2 separate regions of the Sus scrofa genome follow, and region 1 is linked to region 2. The links are chromatin contacts, called in public Hi-C maps. All regions are on one chromosome and are shown on one strand. The core of a region is the stretch at or near the end of the contact, and the rest is flanking DNA. Distances in the headings are between cores, read along the strand shown.

Evidence for each region. Hi-C and Micro-C count contacts between places; a contact is called where the count stands out from the background.
Region 1: a Hi-C map of liver shows a contact between it and region 2, with 8 times the contacts expected there. The contact joins two enhancer-like sites. A contact is called at or near these places in 4 of 47 Hi-C or Micro-C datasets (embryonic fibroblasts, heart right ventricle and liver) and 1 of 2 datasets of contacts at active chromatin or transcription factors (alveolar macrophages).

The regions. Positions count from the first base shown.
Region 1 is chr7:94,753,584-94,756,283 of Sscrofa11.1, reverse strand. No RefSeq gene overlaps it. Among named protein-coding and RNA genes, the nearest start is that of SIPA1L1, 35 kb to the left of the region's middle. Within about 2 kb of position 1,358, at least 31 of the 83 cell types and tissues checked have an H3K27ac peak or open chromatin away from gene starts, as enhancers often do. A contact at or near this core is called in alveolar macrophages, embryonic fibroblasts and liver, where this site is marked.
Region 2 is chr7:94,674,262-94,677,020 of Sscrofa11.1, reverse strand. No RefSeq gene overlaps it. Among named protein-coding and RNA genes, the nearest start is that of SIPA1L1, 110 kb to the left of the region's middle. Within about 2 kb of position 1,485, at least 25 of the 83 cell types and tissues checked have an H3K27ac peak or open chromatin away from gene starts, as enhancers often do. A contact at or near this core is called in alveolar macrophages, embryonic fibroblasts and liver, where this site is marked.

The DNA.
Region 1 (2,700 bases), core at 109-2,608, 79 kb before region 2:
ATTAGAGGCGGCTGTGTGCCTGGGGTGGGGGTGGTCTTTAGGCAGCCTGTTTACTGATGGGTGGGGCTGTGATCCCACCTGGATAATTGTTTGGCCTGAGGCTTCTCAGCACTGATGGGTGGGGCCAGATTTTCCCCAAATGGCCACCTCCAGAGAAATGCATGCTGATGAATATTCCCGAGAGCTTTTCCTCCAATGTCCTTCCCCCACAATGAGCCATGGTCACCCCCTGTTTTCCCAGGAGCTCCTCCAAGAACTTCAATCATGTCCAACCCAGATTCCTAGGGACCCTTTGCTTTGCCCTGGGACCCAGTGCCCATGAAAGTCTGTGTGTGCCTTTTAAGAATGGGGTCTCCGTTTCCCCCAGTCCTGTGAAGCTCCTGTGCATAAGCCCCACTGGGGCTCCAGGGGCTCTTTCTCTCAATGCCAGATCCCCAGGCGCAGGGATTTGACATGGGGCTCAGAACTCCTTCAGGTGAGTCTCTGTGATACAGTCACTTTCCAGTCTGTGGGGCTTCCCACCTGGGAGGTATGGGTTTGCTAATATGGTGTAATCGCCCCTCCTACCTCTTGACGTGGCCTCCTCTTTGTCTTCTGGAGTAGGATATCTTTTTGATAGTTTCCAGTCCTTTTGGTTGAAGGTTGTTCAGCATTTGTTTTAATTTTGTTGTGTTTATGAGAGAAGTTGAGCTCCAGTCCTTCTATTCCACCCTTTTAATCCTGTCTCCTCTGGCTCACACTGTTGAAAATCAGAAGGGAACTATAGACTTACATCTCAAAAGATACCTAAACACCACAGAACTTCATGACACTTCCAGGCTGCTTGTTAACATGCATGGATTTCCCACTAGGTTCAAGGAACAGACAGAGAATATCAGGCTTTATTATCCTATACAAGTGCTCAGAATAGAACTATGTAAGCATGTGGTCCCTGTTTTCAAAGATCGTTCATGCCAGTGAAAAACAAAATAGACAAAAATATTTTTATTGCAGTAAGATCATGTTTTAATTAAGCTATGTTCAGATAAAAGCCTTTTGGTAAACATTTTTGCTTTTATAGGCTTACACCTTTTTTGAAACCAAATGCCTAGAACTCTTTATAAACCATATTAACCAGATGGAAAAAACAGGGGGGAAGAGAGGTTCTGAGCCTGCCAAATATGACTCAGCAAGTCAGTGACATAGCTAGAAATAGAAACAAGAAATGAAGCAAGTTTCTAACAATCTACCTTGAAACAAACGCTCTCTCTATTAGCTCAACCCTGCAGTTGGGAGAAAGGCAGCTCTGACACCGTAGGAGGAGGAAGCCAGTGAGTCAGCTCAACTCAGAGATCAGTTCTGGAAAGAGTCCTCCTGTGTGGAACAGAGCAGACCTCTGACTCTCCCTCTGCCTTAGTCACGTCCTTCCCGGTGGCTGGAGAGACCTGACCAAGCTATATGCGGCTGCCTATCCTACCACCTGTGTTTTCTTTGATCTGTGACACAGAACCTGTTCCTTTTGACTTCTTGGAACAGCTCCTGCTTCCTGCAGGTAGACCAACTGACTGGAGGTTGAAGGTGAAGAGAGTTCCGGCCTGTGAACTCCGTCCTACAGACTTTCAGGAGAACCTTGAAAAGCCCTGAGACCTCCTGGTGAAAAAAGCTCTAGATGAAATGATGTGTTTCTGTCCCCAGCACTCGCCTAGGGTTTGGCCCATATGTGGATGCTTAATAGAATAGAATGTGTTAATATTGAGTCAATTCTTCATGACGTGTCAAGTCAGGAAATGGTGTAATCATACTTAGCAGAATGTGCCAGAGTTGTGTGCTTAGTGTTCTTTTCTAAACTGTGGTTTCCTAAAAGGCAAACATGAGATTTCTTTATTTCATTTTTTAATGCCGAACATATGACTTAGAGCCACAGTAGATGCCTAATAAATTAATGAATTAGTGACTTGATTTATGGAATCTATATGATGCTAGTTCTTGATAAAGGGAAAAAGAAAAAAAAAAGAGAGAGAGATGCAGAGAAAGAATTCAAACCAAATTCTTAAGGACATTTTTATTAGACTCAACTGCTTATTTAAAAAAAAAATCCAAGTAGTAACTGGAAGTACAAAGAATAAAGCAATTACCAATCGCTTGAATCCAAAAGTAACAGTGATGAAAATTTAGTGGATATCATTCCAGACATCTCTTAATGCGTAAACAGCTAATATTTTAAAATATTAAACCAGTCCATTCCAATGTCTTTTTTAAAAAATATGATTTCCTTCTTAATTGGTTCACCAGCAGCCCTCCCTCATCAAGGTTGAGTTGTTGAGTTATAAGGCTTATTGTTCCTGGAAAAGAACAGATATGGCCTGGATCAGGGAGCACTGGTGAAGCTAACTTCTTGGCTTTCAGAGAAGATGTTCACGGAAGCCAGATATGATCAAGAGAGAGAAGGATTTTTAAGCTATGTCATGTCCCCCTTTAGTATCAGTACTAGATCATAGAGCTTCTGGCATACAGGGACCTCTCTCTGGTGTGTGATGGTCATGCCATGAGGCTGGCTGTCCTAGGAAGAACATACCTGAAGACAGACATGCTATAGGTGAAACAGAAGTCCCCAAACACACACAATTCTCCAGGAATTATAGAAGAAGGGTCAGGCACAAGCTTCTGGTTTTCGATCTATCTCAAAACCAAACTTGTTTGTGCAGAGAGAGACTTAAAACA
Region 2 (2,759 bases), core at 236-2,735:
TTTGATGGACTCAGCACACAGGGGATAAGTAAATGTTATTAAAAAACTGTTAGGAGTTCCCACTGTGGCTCGGTGGTAATGAGGCTAACTAGTATCCATGAGGATGCAGGTTCAATCCCTGGCCTCGTTCAGTGGGTTAGGATCCAGCGTTGCTGTGAGCTGTGGTGTAGATTGCAGATGTGGCTGGGATCTGGTGGTGTCGTGGCTGTGGTGTAGGCTGGCAGCTGCAGCTCTGATTCGACCCTCAGCCTAGGAACTCCCATATGCTGCAGGTGTGGCCCTCAAAAGCAAAAATCAATCAATCTTTCAAAAAGAACTGATTGAGCAAAGAGGAATGTGTATGGATTAATAAGAATTATCAGCGCCTTTTCCCTCTGCTGGAATCCCTCTGCTTTTAGGAAACGTATTCTGTGGGCCCTAGGCCCTGGCCACAATGGCTGGTGGCTTTGTGGCTGGCTCATTTCCAGCAGGTGGCTTTCTTTTTCCCCCCAAGGCCCTCTCTGGGGTAGGTGAGGTAGTGTTGCCCTTTCCACATAGGAAAAAACACACACCAGCTTCTTTCCCTGTGATGCAAACAATGGGGAGGAAGGACATAATTGAGGAAAACCCCAGGCCCCAGAGCTGGAGCAGTTGGGGCCTTTACCTACCCAAGCCCCCTGTGTGGCTGACACACAACAGAGAAACACTGGTAGCTGTGCCGTGGGCACAGACAGGGGTATGGACCGAAACACTCTTTCCCCACTGCTACAGATCCACTTCCTTAGGCCAGGGTTTCTCAAACCCCAGCGAGTATCCGCGTCGCGATGAGCGCTTGAGCAAACACAAACGGTCAGCCCCATTCCCAGAGTCTGTGACGCAGTGTCTGGGGTGGGGCCTGAGAACCTGCACTTCTAACAAACTCCCTGGTGATTCGGATGCTGCTGGTCCGGGGACTGTATTTTGAGAAACTGGGGCCTTAGACTGATGTTTGACCTCTCGAAATCAAGGATAAATGAAATGCCCTTAAGATTAGCCCTACAACCTGCCTTCCACTTTACTGTTACAGAACAAACTCAATTTTTTTTCAGATTACCCAGATCAGAAGGGGGGAAGGGTGAAGGGGAGGAGAAGGCCTGGGAAAGAACCCACTTTAAGAACTGCTGTCCAGAGGGAAAAGCTGATGGGTGTCGCAAAGGCAGGTCCTGGAATGAGAGCCAGAAGGAACCCAGGTGCTAAGGTGGCCGAGGAAAGACAGGTTTGAGCACTGATCATGGAATAGTGAAAAGACCTTTGGACTTGGAGCCCAAAAACCTGCATTCACTCCCATAAGGCCTTGCAGCTGCTGGCCACAGCCAAGATAAGGCGTTTTGAAGTCAGTCAAAGCAGATCCAACAGTCCTCGTGGGCAGAGCCTGCCAGGTTTCTGGGTGGGTAAGGCCAGTCCAGGGCCCTATGCCCAGTGTACTTTGTACTGGGCCTGTGACCCAGGGCAGTGAGCCACCACCAGACACTGCGGAGTGCTCCAGCATCCTCCTGCTGATTTACCCATGCTCCCGGCAGGGTTGTGCTGTGCCAAGGGTTAGCGTGGGTGGTGGTGACTCACCCAGCCTCGTGGGGAAGCAGATGTGCCAGTGCAACCAGCGCTGCCACGGAAACGGGCTAAATCAATTCCAGATCCCTGTAGGGGCAGAGAACAAGCTGCATACTGCCAGGGGCCGCTTTGGTGGTGTTCTGGGTTCAGACGCCAAACCGGGAGCACAGCCCAAGCAGTGCTGGCCATGGAGCTGGCCAGGGAGCCAAGGCGGCTTCAGCAGCAACAGAAGCTGATGCAACGACTAGAGCATGTGACAGAGGGGTAGGAGTTGCGGGGATGGGGGCATGGGACCCTTGGGCATTAGATGGACCAGTTCATGCAGACCCTCCTCCTAAAAATGTTGGGGATACCTGTGCTTATTGGGGGGGCAGGGAGAAGAGATGAAAAGCTGACTCTTGACTCTCTTCCTGCTCTCCGATTTGGAAAGACCTAATCCCTATGAAGTTGCTCCCTCGCCAGACGATGTGACCAGAAATATACCCCCCAAGAAAAGGAGGAAACTGAGGCCAAGGACCAGAACAAAGCCCCATAGCTTTCAGAGGCACAGTCAGGCTGGGCTCCTGAAATCCTGAGCACTAGTCTGTATGATTTCCCACCAGACATGGGATCCCAAGGAAAGAGGCTGATGGGTCTGGGGGAATTTGCCTTGCCTTAAACAGCTGCTCTCTGGACCAGTGGGCGGTACCATTAATAACATACCCTGCTCTTCCTGAGATCAAGTGAGTCTTTGGCCAGCTTCCCCCACCTTCATCAAGTCCAAAGGCAGGAGGAATGTCCACTGGCTCCACCAACCACACAGTGGAAATCCCAAGAGTTTCCAGGTTCTCTCAAACTCCTTCTACATCCACCGAAATGAAGAAGCTCACATTTCAAAGGGATATTACAGCCCAGGGTTGAGGCCCTCTAGACCTGCAAGACTTCCATCAGGCTAGACCTGGCTAGAGTAGTTCCCAGAACAGAAGGCTCTCTGCTGGATTAGGGAATCTCTAGAAGGGACTTCGGTTAAAGGAAATTTCTTCCTGATTTTGACCTAAAATCTTCCCCCTTGTGACTTACACCCACGTGGTTCTGTTCTCTGGTCTTTGAAGGAAAAATCTCATCAATCATCAAATTGGTCTCACAGTAGCCAGAGGAGGGGAGGAGGGGATTATTGACCTCTTTTTACTTTATTGATTTTATTATTTTTT